5 separate regions of the Mus musculus genome follow, and all the other regions are linked to region 1. Evidence: chromatin contacts called from public Hi-C, HiChIP or PLAC-seq and promoter capture Hi-C data. All regions are on one chromosome and are shown on one strand. Each heading gives the region's core, a stretch centred on a gene start, on an enhancer-like site or on the middle of the called end of the contact. The rest is flanking DNA. Distances are from core to core; before and after follow the strand shown. Region 1 holds the start of Cct4 (chaperonin containing Tcp1, subunit 4 (delta)). Region 2 overlaps Gm39609 (a long non-coding RNA gene). Region 3 holds the start of 0610010F05Rik (RIKEN cDNA 0610010F05 gene). Region 4 has its middle 38 kb from the start of Gm39612. Region 5 holds the start of Pus10 (pseudouridylate synthase 10).

Region 1 (2,700 bases), core at 197-2,696:
GCAGGAGGATCACTGGGAGTTTGAGGTCTACAGAGAGTTAGTTTCAGGACAGTCAAAGCTACACAGTGAAACCTTATAACAAAAACAAACAAACAAACAAAAAACACACCACAACCACAAGGAAGGCAATTTATAGAGGGAAGAGTTTTGAGGGGTTTTATGGTTCTAGGACTTCATGATCACTGGGAAGCACAGCAGGGAAGCTTCACAACAGGTAGGCATGGAGAAGGGAGAGCTCACATCTCATATTGTGAAGAGGAAGCAGAGCACAAACTGGCTGGTAGCTTTTGAAACAAACTCAGCCTCCAGTGATATACTTACTCCAGCAAGGCTACACCTCCTAAGCTTCTCCAATCAGAGCTACCCACTGGGGACCAAGTATTTGAATGTCTAAAACTAGGGGAGACATCTCAAATCACCACAGTACCAGTACCTGTTCTCTTCATATAAGTCAGCTGTCTCAACAACCATAGAATATTTGTGTGCTTCGAGGGAGGGGTAAACTGGTCTTTGAAAAAGACGTGTCCCCCAAGGGGAGGCTTGAAAAGTTCATCTTAGTCTTAATAGAGTGAATGAATGTAAATGCTTCTCATAATTACAGGACTAAGTCCATGAAACAATTGTTCGTTAACCTACCGCAGGCATCTGGCACCTTATGGCTCTCAATTATTAACTGTGAACTACCACTGAATGAGTATTACCTATATAAACTCTGGTGGTCAATGATCATGATTATAGAAACCTTGGAAGTTTACCTAAGGACAGAGTCCTGGCTCTGTACTGGCTTCCACTGCCTTACTGGTTGACCTTGGGCTTTAGCTTCATCATCCTTTAAGTCTAGACGATGACACCTATTTCATGGGATTATGAGGATTAGTGTGGGGGTGGGGTGGGGGGGGTAAAGAGTGTAAAGATTTCACACTTTGCTCAGCAGATAACTATTAATCAGTTATTAGAATGTTTATGTTCCCTAAGAGTCAGTGGTTATGTTTATGGAAGAGGTCTTAACTAGAAGGCAGACTGGATTTGATAGGCAGTCACCGCCCCACAACTATTACGATTCTGTGCCGTCTAACTAGTGTATTTAAATCCCTAGGCAGTCAAAATATATACAAAAGGGAGGAAACTATTCATGGCACATCTCTCCTCCAACACCTTTACAAAGTGAATAAACTAGGAATAGAATTTGGAATTTAGACATGGATGTCCGTAAAAGGCCGGTTGCACCACACCCACTCCGGAACAAAGCCAGAGCTGTCACAGCTTCCTCAACAGCACTAGCAGAAGCTAAAGGCTCGGGTCCATCTAGAACGGCCACAGCCACGCCTATAAAACCTCCCGCTCCATCTCAGGCACAGGGAGGGGTGGACAGTCCGTAGCCACATCTCCGCGCGCAAGCTGCGCAGCCGGCGTGCGGCAGACAGCCCCTGACGTCACACCCGCGCCGGCTCTCCAGCAGGCCCCTTGCTCGGCTTCCGCCTTCTCTCCCGGCGTCGCTTTCTGGAAGGTTCGTGGAGGAGGCGGTCAGGGAGACCGTTACTCCACAGCAAGCCGGAATCCGTGTCCATCCGTCCTCCTGAACCCGCGCAGACGCCACCAAGGTCGCCATGCCGGAGAACGTAGCTTCCCGAAGCGGGGCGCCCACCGCCGGGCCCGGCAGCCGCGGGAAAAGCGCCTACCAGGACCGCGACAAGCCAGCCCAGATCCGCTTCAGCAATATTTCCGCGGCCAAAGGTATCACCCGGTCGCCGGCCCGCCTCCGGCGGAACGGCCCAGCCTCGCTGTGACCTTGGCCCTGGGTGGGTTGTGTTCCTTCAAGGTGGTCTCGTTTGCAGCTTTCTGCTAAGCACTCGGAGCGTGGAGGCCTCGGACACGCCCCATTGTGGGACGCCGAGCTCCTTAGTTCGTCTCCTGCAGGCATGGGCGGTGTTGGTCACATTGGCGCAGACAGCCGTTTAAAATACTGAAAGCAATGATCCTTGAGATCTGACTCTTAAGAACTAAAGCTTGGCTGTTTATCAAACCTAGTGGTAGACGACACAGTATTTTGAGCTTTCAAATAAAATTCATTTTACTTTTTCAACATTTTCAAAAAAAGTTCATTTAACTTATGAACGTTCTTTGGCTCCGTAGTACTAATCGGATAGTCACTATAAATTCCCTTAAACTGGCAGGTGGGCGACATAGGGTTGTAAAAGCACGTGGTGAAAACCAGACAGGCCGAGTTTTATTCTCAGTATGTGCTATTTGACGCGTCTGACGTCTAAAGCAACAAAGCCTTAAGAGATACTGCCAGGGTTTATTTGGGTTGGAGACAAAGATGCATGATTTGGGAAGTGGACGGGGTGTTGTTTTATCTTCTGAAGGTCCTAGGATCCAAGAAACTCTTGACTTCGCAGTGCAGCTGTAAGTTGGGTGAGGTGACAGTTGATTTGCAGGGTTGCTGGGAGGATTAAATGTGAAAGTGTATGAAGTAAACCTGACAAGTACTGCAGTCACCAGTCCAGGTGACTGGAATGTGTTGGTGCTGTGAGGTGTGTGCGCAGGATGGGCCTTAAGGAGTTGGAGACGCCAAGCTGACCAGGTGCTCCATGTGAGAGTCTTTTGGAAGTTTGGAGTGAATACCTGACACCTGGAAGTTTATTGAGTTCATTAATTACGTTTGTGGTAGTGGAGTCATTGGGATGTTGAAAGATGAAT
Region 2 (2,700 bases), core at 20-2,519, 550 kb before region 1:
AGTGAGAACTTAAAATAGTTGATTATGTCATATCCACAACCAAGAGCAGAGAGAAATGGATGCATATATATACTCTCTGCTTATCTTCTCCTTGTTTGTACAACCCAAAGCCTAGAGACAGGAAAGAGTGTCACCCACACACCATTTAGGCTGGGCCTTCACACATCAATCCCCCAATCTGATGGATAGATAGTCCCTCATTAAGACCCCCTTCCCAGGTGATTCTCCATTGCATCCAATTAGTATTTAACCATCACAGGGACACCATATACCTTTGGAGGTGGCTCTCTAAGGCATGAGAGGAGCTATCTGCCATTGGTAATACTCTAAGAAAGACTCTGACCCAAATTTTCCTCTAGCATTGATCCCTGTTTCAGCCACCAAATTAAGTCTCTAACCAAATGAGTCTGAAGACAGCAGGGGCCAAACAAAAGCAATGTTATATAGACTTTCTGAAGAAACTGAGAAGCAAACCTAGAAGTGCTTCGTTTTTACATTTTTCTAAAACCTTTTTTTTTTTTTAATCACTGTTTTTGAAATGTCTAATTTGAAATGTGTGAGTGTGAACATTTGGGGGCTTGAAGTTTTGCCTATAACGGATGTTCCCACTTTCTTTTCTCTCTCTCTCTCCTCTCTCTCTCTCTCTCTCTCTCTCTTTTCTCTGTTGTTGTTGTTTCCTCTTTAGCTGCTGACTTTTTAAAGTTGGTTTTTTTTTTCATTTTTCTTTATTGCACATGCTCACATGCATGACTTTCAATATCAGCTACCTTTCCTTGATCAATCTTCCATTGCTTCTGGAGCTAGGATCTCTCATTGAACCTGTAGCTCTCCCATTTGCCCAGCCAGGCTGGCCAATGAGCTTCAGAAATCCACCTATCTCTACCCAAACCCCAAGGCTGGGGTCACAGGCACTCAGCAGCACACTGGATTAATCTGTTTCTCAAGAATAATTTGGATTCAGCTGTCTATCATGATACATTCAGTACTGTTAACAAATGTGTTTTCATAGGTGGATAATGAACAAAGAAACAATTTAGGGTTTCTTTCTGGGTCTTTGCTAAGAATAAAGTGATTAAGAGTTTAAATCCCAGCTGACACAGGCAGTTCTATATTCAGTCAACACGAATTTGTTCTTTGTTTGATGAGGGAAACTACAGGAAAAGCTTGGAGTACTCTGTTCTTGCCGTTCCTTGTGGTGTTTACACAGCCCCAGAGCCAGAGGCAGCAGGAGTGAGTCAGACAGCAGTCGCCTATCACGTGCTGAGCATTACAGGACAGTCTGACTGGGGACAAGGCTGCTGGAACTCCACCACCTGCTGGACAGACCAGAGGGAACAGCAAAGAAACGACCCAAAACTGCCAGTTGACAGCAACTGGTCCTCTGAGGAAAGGATTTTCACTTCAACCAGGACATTTTTCTCCTTCTTGCGTGAGAAGTATTCCACCACACGTAATCTAGGGGAAGCGGAGAATGGGGCGGTCTTCAGCTACCAACAGCAGCAGAAAACCTCCCATATTTTTCAAGCATGACAGAGGAAAGGTTAGAATGGACTTTAACCAGTAGGTCCCTGGTGCCTGCCAATGCTCTGCAAATATAACCCACACACACTGCCAATATTAATTCAGCAACAGTTTTTTTGAGTAGCTGATCCCTGTGGCAGCTGTGAACTGGGGCAGCCGCCAAGAGTACTGGAATTACCTGAGAGACATCCCAGAAGCCCAGGGAACAGTGCAAGGGTGGAGGTGGGCAAGCCCATTATTTAAAGGCTTAGCAGCTAAATTGGAAGATCTGTGACCCCCCATCCTTAGATTTAAAGGGACAACACAGACTAGCTAGGGATTCTGCTATTTAAAGGTATAAAAAGCCCCAAAACAGATATCCCAGGCTACTCATGGGAACATAACAATGTCATCTTTTAAATATTTTTCTTTCTGCCTGGGATGTGTGGGGCATACAAAGTGGAATCATAAAAATTAAAAAGTTACTCTAATCCCTTAGAATTCATAGCTTTCCCTTATTTTACCCTCCTGTGCCTGGAAATGGGTCTTTAACCTTCTTTACGAATGAAGGCACTGGCTCTTGGGGCTGCTCAAGGCTATCCAGTTAATAAGTGACAGAAATCACAGATCTAGGTCTGACCCTAAGCCAGTAACCTTTCTTGGTGCTTCACTTCCTTCACAGAGATGAGGTGAGTGTCCCTCCCACACTCTCAGCAAAGAGGCCCTGTCTAGATACAGAAATTACCTGCTGTGCCTGTAAGTGACTGCCTTCACTGCTTTTCTACCACAAGACATTGCTCACACTGTCCTCCTTATGCAATGGCTTGCTGTGACTGTGGAGTAGTTTTATTGTTTTGTTTTGATTTTGATTTTTTTTTTTTTCTGTTTGGGATCACACTGGCCAGCTGGCTCATGTTCAGACCAAGCCATCCAACTGTGCTTGACTGAGAGGCTGTAGTCCCCACTCAACAAACACTCTGAGGTTACTGTAGTCACTTAAGCCAAGGTTATCCAGTCAGTCTGTGGGTATTTAATAAGCACCACTACCTTCCTCTGGGCCAGCCTCTTCTCTCCTCCACCATATGTGTGGGGTTTCTCCAAACATGATTCAGATCTAGTCACTCCTCGCCTTAACAGCGCCCCTGCATCTTCGCAGTGAAGATAAGACTTGTCACTCAGGTCTGCCCATGTGGCTCTGGA
Region 3 (2,700 bases), core at 9-2,508, 640 kb after region 1:
TGGCAGTGTACTCCACAAATGAGCTAAGTTCCCAGCACTTAATTAAAATAACAAGAAAGATGTCTCCATCAAATTCTTAAAAACTTGTATATTTCAAATATAATACTCATTTATTCGTGGTAATGGATGATTTAAGTAACTTGGGTGTGAATTTTTTTTCTGTTGACACAATTGAATCTTTCCAATCAAGGGAAAAAAACTACTGTGTATTCTAGTTAAACTAATCTCTGAGAATGTTTCCTTTAGGGTATGAATAACATACAGTCTTAGAACAGCTGGCACATGCATCTCATTCTGGAGAAAGGTATAAACGTATAAAAAACTATGACCAAAAGAAAATATCTAAAACTCAAAATTATCCTCTCATGCATGACACCATACTTTAAAAGTGTTTAAGGTATAATATATTTAGTAAATAAATAACATTATTTACTAAAATATAAAAATTCTATTGTTTTAACATTTTACACCTTTAAAGAACATAACCTATTCCTTATTTTGGCTTATTCATATGGACAAGCATCTGCTTTTCATTTTTCAATGAAAAGGGGGCTCTTGATCTTTCCCTAGGCAGAGGAGGGAGTGGAGGTGGGGGGTGGTCACAGGGACAGGTGGAAGGCCTCTGGCACAGCAGAGGGAGGCTGTTAGTCCTGATCTACAACAGACTTCCTGACTCTCATCCACACGTGTGACCCAGCCGGTTGGCTCTGATTCTGAAAGACCGGACATCACTGCCCACCCGGGTAAGTAGCCTTTCCAAGCCCGGGTCCGAGGCTCCCTGCGCGGCGCGTCCTCGGGACCGGGATTCCGCGGCGTGGACACCGACTCGAGGCGCGGGCTGGAGAGGAGCAGACAAAGGCATCGGAAAGCAGCCTGGCGGGGACTGTGAGGGCCGGAGTCCGGCGACCGAAGCTGGGCTCCGTCGCCAAGAGCGTAGGCGAGGGCGGCGGCGGGACGGGGCCGCAGGCAGCGCCCGGGCGTCCGCGGGCTTCCGGGCAGCGGGGCCCCGCACCGCCCGCCCGCCCGCCAGTCCGCCCGCCCGGATGGGCAGCGGCGCTCCCGGCCCTCGCCCCACTCCAGCTTCCGAGTGGGTGCCCCAGCCTCTCAGCGTCTCTCTCACCTCCACAGGGCCGCGGCGGCCCTCACCGCGCCGGTGTCACCTGCAGCGGCCAGCACCGCCCGCGCTCGCGCCCAGAACGGCGCGACCCGGCGCACACGCCAGGCTGAGGCGGCCTCACGAGCCGCGGCCGCACCCGCCTGCGCCCGCTAGCCAGCCGCCCAGCAAGAGCGCCGAGGGGCGGGGCCTGATCGACGCGCCCGGGCCAATCGCAAGCTAGCGCCGCAGCAGAGCATCCAATGAGCGACGAGATCCTGCGGGTGGGCGGGTGCGGGCGGTGCCAGAGTGCAGCCCACCGCTGCACAGAGCCTGCTCTTCACCCTGCCCTCTCTGGCTCGTCCTCTCTGGCCTGTCGCAGTGCAGCGTCCCCACTCTCTTAGCGTCATGTCTCTTAGCGACTAGGTCCTCAGCGCTTGATCTTGAACGTGGGAGATAAAGGGAGCTCGAATGAAAAGAATAAATCTTTCCCTGTCACTCATTTTGCTATAAGCTGCTTAGGTTCAACAGAAAAAATATATGATTGGATAGGGCGTTGGCTGGGACTTAGAAACATACTGTAAACTGAAAAGCTGGCGACTTCTCAGATATAGTGTGGCAAATGTTCCAGTGTTAAACTTGGAAGGCTGATTGATGTTCAGTCTTAGAGCACTGATGGAAATGTATTAGTGGCCAGATGTGAGTTTTCGTTGGCAATCACTCCATGGTTCTGGCAAGATTAAACTAAAACAGTGTCCACTAATAAACCTGTTTGCAAGCAGAGAGAGACAGAGACAGAGAGAGAGAGAGAGAGAGAGAGAGAGACAGAGAGAGAGAGAGACAGAGACAGAGACAGAGACAGTGAGAACGAGCAATGTATTCAGTGTAAGCTGTATATCAAAAAGAATATAAGTAACTCTCAATGTTATGGTTTCGATCAAATCTTCATTTCTTTTTTGTTTCCCAGAGGAAGTTGAACGTTTGTTTGTTTTTTGTTGTTGTTTATTGTTTTCTCTTCAATCGCCTTATCTGCCAAGGCTTTCCTCCTACCACTCAAATAGATCTCCCTTCCCACTGGGGGGAGGTGGTCTCAATGTGCAGGTAGAGTCCAAATTATGCCCAAGGAATGAGGCTTCCACATTTGATAATGGGCCTCAGACCTCAGCGAAGCTCCGAGTAGCACGGTGAGAGAAGCACTTGGATCATTTCGCAGGCTCAGGCTTCCTGCTGGGAGCGAATGGTCCCTGTCTTGCTCTCAGGAGAACATGTGTTCACATTCAGCTTGAACTTCAGTGGCTGCACATAGAGCTTTCGACCTCCAAGTCAGATAAGTGTGGCAGCAGATAAGCCACGGTTTCTGCTTTATGAATGCTTCGTGATGCCCAGGTTTTTGTAACCAGACTTGTGAAGGGCTCATTTGTCAAATTAATGCATGCAGTAAAGGAAGCCTATCATCCATGGAACATTTATATATGCCAGGTATGCATCTGTTATCTACTTTAATCAACATGGCACACTACGAAGGTTATACAATTACTTTTTCTTTTCTTTTCTTTTTTTTTTTTTTGGTTTTTCGAGACAGGGTTTCTCTTTATAGCCCTGGCTGT
Region 4 (2,700 bases), core at 131-2,630, 870 kb after region 1:
AGAAAGTACAGCAAATTAGCTAGCATATGCTAACGTGGGGGCTAGCAATCTGGTGATCAAGACTTTAACTTTTTCTTTTTTTGCCCCTCAGTTTGCAGGAGGCAAAGATTCACATCCAACTATTGAGAAGAGACTTGATCAGAGACATGATTTTGGGTCAGCTTCAAGTGGGCTTGCTCCACAGTCCACTGAGGGCATGACCAGAAAGATCTAAAGAGAAAGGCCAGGGGCAGGTCTGTGCATGCTCTGATGTCATCCCCCAAATGGCCAATTAGGTAAACCCACTTTGGCTGTGGGTTGCAGTAAGGGTTCAACCAGCCAAGAATTTCTTCTGCAGAAGCCTGTTCCTGGAGCTGGGAATCCCCACAGTGATCTGGAAGGATGGTGACTGGTGCTGAAATCTAGCCGCTCTGCAGCAGCATTTCTCCTGACCTGTCACGGATGACCACATGGGGGTGCCAGACAGCGCTGATTCAACACTACTAATCTGAAGTCAGGAGCCTTGCTTCCCAGCCTCCTCTGCTGTTCTCACAGTTGCTCAGTGATGGCAGTGTTTGCCTAAGAAAGGTGTGCATCATCTTCCACTCTTCCCATCATGTATTTTGATGGCAGAGCCCATCCTCCCTCCCACCCCCTCAAAATCTCTCAAAACTTGTTTTGCCAGCTTGGTTTCCTCTAACATCTCTTAGGTGGATCATAACAGCAACCTCATCTCTGGGCCTCTCCTTCCCTCCAGCATCCATGGAAAGTGGAGCTCTGATTACTTTTCCAGCCAAACACATCCAGTACTTTCAACTGGTCCTTCCAATGCTATCTAGTTTCCAGAACATTCATCCTAAACATATATGGAATAAGTAGGCTGGTTGACCACTGAATCCCTCTGGCCCCAACAGCATAGCCTTCTCAAACCTATGATACCCTCTCTTCCTTCTTCCCTTTCCCCACCCCCTCACCATGGTACAACTGTTTGGTTGCTGAATTTATAGGGAGTTTAATGGTGCTTTCCCTCTGGGTGTTCAGCTGGAGGCAGGCCGTGAGTGGGCCTTGCTGGGGGAGCCACTACTTTGTGCAACCTCAGGGCCTCCTGCAAATCAGACTTGCTCGCTTTCATTTCCTGTGCCCTGGGAGATTAGATACTGCCTAATCAAGGTCAATTTTTTTTCTTTTCTTAATATTTGAAACTACTAAATATCAGTTACCATCCAAGTGGGTGGTGTTCAGAAATCCCCACTTTTCTGATGTTTGACTTGTTGGTGAGTTTCAAGAAACCAACCTATTTGGAAAGAACCTGAACTTAGTTCTTTGAACTGCTATAAAGCTCTAGCAGGAAGTGAGTTGGAAATAGGGTTAGACAGTCTTGCCCCGTGCCCAGGAGAGGTGGGAGGAGGGGAATACAGGTGCAGCTGGTATGGGTGTGGCTTTAAGCTGTGGCACCCTCCCCACGTGTGGCTGCTTACAGATCTAGTTGGATCAGAAGTGGGGATGTCAACATACAGATGTTTACATTGCAGAATGTTAAACTCTGTTGAAGCATCGGCTCAGCCGGACGTTCTGGGTGCTGTGCTGGCTGGTACAGGTAGTTTGCTAAGTTCTCTAACCCGTTGTAATATATAGATAGTGAACTTTGTAATAATTCATGAGTTCTACTTTCTTTTTTTCCTACAAATCCAGCAGCTGTTTTCTGAAAGGCTGGGTGACAAGGTGTTCAGGCGTACCCTTCAGGCTGAGTGCCAGCCTCTGCCTGAGTTCAGCTGTGCCTACTTGGCAAAAGATCATCACAGCTGGACCTGTTGATCGTTGTTCCCACATAGAAGACTGAGTGTGGGGGTTGGGGTCATGGGATCCTTACCAACCAATTGATTGCAATTCCTCCCCAATTACATGTGGCCTCAGGGAGGTGCTGGGCATGGCAGAAGAGTCATGCACACTTCCTGCACGGATTCCAGGATGGCTGTCTTAAGTCACCTACTCTCCTGCTTGTAATGCCTTAGTCCATTCGTAAGCGGATTAAATGATCAGCTCTTCCAGAGTGAATCTTGGCAGAGCTCTACCCTAGTTTGTCATTGGGACCTTGTGAGGTGGAGAGGAAGTAGATGTTGGCTAGTTCCCCACCTCCAACTTGCCAGGGAAAATTCTCACAACACAAGGCAAGAGCATCTCATGGGAGGTGGCACTCTACTGCCTAGGCTGGCTATGTTGGGATGGAGGTGGCTGGGATGTTGGCCTTTTTTCTTGATCCTCGGGCTGGATTTCTTGGAGAGGAGCTGTCCACTGTCAATCAAGTGCCATGTTATTTCATATGTCTCTGGTCGTGATTCGTTGGATTCTGCTAAGTGCCAGGAACTGTTGGATTTCTTCTTTTGATTCATTGAGCTACTTTTTAAAAGTAGAGCCTTTTATTATAACCACTACTTTTAGAAGACAGAAACAAGAGAGATGAATTAGATTGTACAGTACTTCATAGTGCCTACCAAGTATAATGACGCTAGAGAGTCACTACACTGCTCTCATTTCAGGAAAGGCATTGGTGTTCCCACTGCACACTTTAGTAAACTACAGCCATCTTAAATGCACTGGTGTCCTGGCATTGCGGACATATGATGCTGCTACAGCTGGGTCTTGGGATTTGAACTCAGTCCCTCACATTCGTGCAGCAAGTGCTTTATCCACTGAGCCATCTTACCAGCTTCAGAGCCTAGT
Region 5 (2,700 bases), core at 10-2,509, 680 kb after region 1:
ACAAATATAAACAGGTACAGAAAACAATCATAAAATTTAAGGCACATACAACAAAACAACAACAAACCCAGAAGGCTAAGTAATGTTCAGAGAAGTTTAACGGGATAGCAAAGAACACACTTAGAAACATTCTAATGAAAGTATCACCAATAAGTGTTGCTTTAACACGAAAAATACAGCTTATCACTCTAATTGTATCTATTAGTTACTGTGCCCAAGTGTTTTAGTACTTTTAAAAGAGCACCAGATTTTCCAATAAGAGAAAAGTACTCCAACGTACAGAGATTTTTACGCGCCAGGAAAACGTACAAACTTGCTCTGAAATCATGTCGCCTGGATTAAGGTATCTATTTATCCAAAGAAAACACAGGTTCCTGAAACTCTAATTCTGTTTTAAATTTTTAAAAGTTGCAGACCCATTTGTTACTGATTTAAATCAAAGCAAATAAAAACTTTATAGGCCTTAGACGACAGTCACACACACAATTTTGTACACAAAGGCTACCCACAGACCTCGAATTCCTGTCTTAGAATTCTTTCAACCCTCAACCTAAACGTTAAGTTATGCTAGAAAAGAAAGCCAAGGGTAAGAGCTTGGATTCCATGTTGCGTAAACGTGACCTTTGGGTCGTTCAACCAACTTCTGGAGAGGCTGTAAAGCTTTTCCATGACTTTTGCTCTCTATCCTTGTCCTGGCTGGGCCAACGTCGCGCTCGGCAGCAGACCCAAGCTCGTCGCTTTGAAGCGGGTCAGGCTGTCCCGCCCCCCCATGTCCCGCAAAAGCGAAAAGGCAGGGAAGCGCCGCTTTTCTTTCTAGCTCCTGCATCCGTGGGGCCGGCGGGGCGCCCGGGGGAAGAACGGGCGGTCGTACAGCCAGCAGACTCCAGACCCGCTCTGCACTCGCCCCGGGCCGGCAGCGGGAAGCGACGCCTCCCCCCAATAACGGCTTCAACCGCCTCCTGCCAAGTCCCCGCTCTGGCCTCCAAAGTCGCGGCCCAAACACCTCACACTCACTGGTAAGTGGGGCCGGGGCCGGAGCCCGGCCCGGGGCCGGCCCCGGGAATTCTGCGAGACTCCCAGGGTTTGGGGGGCGGCGGCGGCTGGGAGGCCATCTCTCCGCCAGCTCCGCTCCGGCTCAGGGAAGCGACTGCGACGGCTGGGTGAAGGAGCGCCTCGCTTGCCAGGCACGACAGGCAGAACACCGAGCCCTCCGCCCCGCCCACGCCTGACGTCAGGCCAAGGCGTGTGGTCAGGCGAAGCTGGAGGAAGGAGGAAGGGAACAGCTAATTTGCTGGGGTGTGGGAGGGGGTCGGGAGTCGGGAGAGCGGGACGTCCCTCTTTCTTTTCCCTAGTCTGGGTTTCAAATTTGAGTAGGGGCTCATCGACGTTTCTGGCAGCAGCTACTACGACCTAGGTGCCGAGTCCGTCGGAGGCTCCTTTGCCGGCCGACCCTTTAAGGCTAGCAGTAAAGCCCCTCGCAGTCTTTCGTTCGTAGAGCTAGGGGGAGTGCAGGCTGCCAGGCGGACAGCCTTACAGGTCACCGTGTAAGACGAGGGGGTTCCTGCATTCCTCTCGTGAGGGGCCTGGTACTTTCGTTGTAAAGCTCTGGTTTTCTTGGGGAACACAACGGCTGAGCGCAGTAGGTGCGCTGTCTTTACTCTTCCCCGTTCCCACCCAGGGCCGAAAAGGGTTAAGACTCGGCTGCGGCATCTTGGGAGAAGGTAAGGCCTAGGAAGTACGAGGTGAGGGGTTAGGGACTGGGTGTCGAAGAGGCGTAGCTGCAGTCCCTTTTGTTTGTTAGTCAGGTGGAGTGAGTGGTAAGTTTCTAGAACCTCAGCACATAGAGTTAAGGGCTTGTTTGGCCAGAACAGAGCTTTCCCCTTACCTTTCCCCTACTCCCATGCCAGAGGACGAACTATGCCTGTGCAGGAGGAAATGCATTAAAAAAGATCTTATGGTGTGAAACTCAAGACTGTTTCAGCTACCCCCCTCTCCCCCGCTGGCTTTGATTCTCTATTTAGCCTAGGTTAGCTTTGAACTCATGGAGATCTTCTTGTTTCTTGTGTACTGAAATTATAAGCGTGAGCGCTTACACCTGGCAAGAAGATGCATTTTTACATAATTATTTCCAACTCCTCATAGACTCTTTACTTAACATTAAATTAATAGGTTAAGTGAACTGATAGACGGGATTATGAAACTGAAATAAATACTTGGCCACATGGAGTTTCTTGATTTTTTTTTCTTTAATAGAGTATATTCCCATATTGTAAGTACTTCCTTGAAAGGTTTACACAGGCAACCCTGAGTGGTCCCAAGTCCCGGAATCGGAAAGTTTTTAATGTCATGTCCAGAGCAAGCTTGTCTTTCTTTGTTCCTCTCCCCTGTAATCCACATACTCACTTAGTCAAGTTCATATTTTAGAATATAGATATGACAAGCAGTATTTGAAGGGTACAAAATAGAATTTTTCAAATGAAAGCTTTTCTTTTTAAGGACATAAATACAGCACGTAGCTGTAGAATACTGAAAGTGCTCATTTTAGTTTCTTCTAGTATGCTTCCACTGACTGAGGAGAACAAGCACGTGGCACAGCTGTTGTTCAGTTCTGGCACCTGTCCAAGATGCATCTTAAGATTCTGTGGTGTGGATCTTCCCGCACCTTACAAACACCCATCCAAGGTATATTCTTTTTAAATT

What was found. Promoter capture Hi-C pulls out the DNA fragments that hold promoters and counts their contacts. Hi-C and Micro-C count contacts between places; a contact is called where the count stands out from the background. HiChIP or PLAC-seq counts read pairs in DNA pulled down with a chosen protein or histone mark.
Region 2: a promoter capture Hi-C map of liver shows a contact between it and region 1, with 3 times the contacts expected there. The contact joins the enhancer-like site here to the promoter of Cct4 in region 1. A contact is called at or near these places in 4 of 39 promoter capture datasets (the 3T3-L1 cell line, hippocampal neurons and liver), 1 of 15 datasets of contacts at CTCF or cohesin (the NIH/3T3 cell line), 4 of 115 datasets of contacts at active chromatin or transcription factors (bone marrow-derived macrophages, fibro-adipogenic progenitors, large pre-B cells and 1 more) and 1 of 9 other capture datasets (macrophages).
Region 3: an H3K4me3 HiChIP or PLAC-seq map of the SCID.adh cell line shows a contact between it and region 1, with 17 read pairs. The contact joins the promoter of 0610010F05Rik here to the promoter of Cct4 in region 1. A contact is called at or near these places in 13 of 39 promoter capture datasets (the 3T3-L1 cell line, the HPC-7 cell line, cranial neural crest and 8 more), 10 of 115 datasets of contacts at active chromatin or transcription factors (the SCID.adh cell line, astrocytes, embryonic midbrain and 6 more) and 3 of 9 other capture datasets (adipose tissue, embryonic stem cells and macrophages).
Region 4: a Hi-C map of regulatory T cells shows a contact between it and region 1, with 7 times the contacts expected there. The contact joins the enhancer-like site here to the promoter of Cct4 in region 1. A contact is called at or near these places in 3 of 39 promoter capture datasets (embryonic stem cells, hippocampal neurons and liver), 5 of 484 Hi-C or Micro-C datasets (CD8 T cells, Th1 cells, cortical neurons and 2 more), 4 of 115 datasets of contacts at active chromatin or transcription factors (astrocytes, bone marrow-derived macrophages, memory CD8 T cells and 1 more) and 1 of 9 other capture datasets (adipose tissue).
Region 5: a Hi-C map of the N1E-115 cell line shows a contact between it and region 1, with 4 times the contacts expected there. The contact joins the promoter of Pus10 here to the promoter of Cct4 in region 1. A contact is called at or near these places in 17 of 39 promoter capture datasets (the 3T3-L1 cell line, 3T3-L1-derived adipocytes, the C10 cell line and 10 more), 1 of 15 datasets of contacts at CTCF or cohesin (embryonic stem cells), 5 of 484 Hi-C or Micro-C datasets (B cells, the N1E-115 cell line, Th1 cells and 2 more), 8 of 115 datasets of contacts at active chromatin or transcription factors (T-cell acute lymphoblastic leukemia, astrocytes, effector CD8 T cells and 5 more) and 3 of 9 other capture datasets (adipose tissue, embryonic stem cells and liver).

What each region holds. Positions count from the first base shown.
Region 1 is chr11:22,989,147-22,991,846 of GRCm38.p6, forward strand. It overlaps Cct4 (chaperonin containing Tcp1, subunit 4 (delta)), which reads left to right and starts at 1,447. Exons shown (of 14, transcript NM_009837.1): 1 at 1,447-1,734. The coding sequence starts at 1,608.
Region 2 is chr11:22,436,437-22,439,136 of GRCm38.p6, forward strand. All of the region lies in intron 2 of Gm39609 (a long non-coding RNA gene), which reads right to left. Among named protein-coding and RNA genes, the nearest start is that of Gm39609, 5.5 kb to the right of the region's middle. Within about 2 kb of position 1,270, at least 152 of the 459 cell types and tissues checked have an H3K27ac peak or open chromatin away from gene starts, as enhancers often do. A contact at or near this core is called in the NIH/3T3 cell line, bone marrow-derived macrophages, liver and 2 more, where this site is marked.
Region 3 is chr11:23,632,373-23,635,072 of GRCm38.p6, forward strand. It overlaps 0610010F05Rik (RIKEN cDNA 0610010F05 gene), which reads right to left and starts at 1,259. Exons shown (of 22, transcript NM_027860.3): 1 at 1,121-1,259.
Region 4 is chr11:23,855,136-23,857,835 of GRCm38.p6, forward strand. No RefSeq gene overlaps it. Among named protein-coding and RNA genes, the nearest start is that of Gm39612, 38 kb to the left of the region's middle. Within about 2 kb of position 1,381, at least 47 of the 459 cell types and tissues checked have an H3K27ac peak or open chromatin away from gene starts, as enhancers often do. A contact at or near this core is called in CD8 T cells, Th1 cells, memory CD8 T cells and 1 more, where this site is marked.
Region 5 is chr11:23,664,733-23,667,432 of GRCm38.p6, forward strand. Pus10 (pseudouridylate synthase 10) reads left to right here and starts at 1,260. Exons shown (of 18, transcript NM_028304.3): 1 at 1,260-1,721; 2 at 2,546-2,682. The coding sequence starts at 2,557. Pex13 (peroxisomal biogenesis factor 13) reads right to left here and starts at 1,151. Exons shown (of 4, transcript NM_023651.5): 1 at 1,015-1,151. The coding sequence starts at 1,112.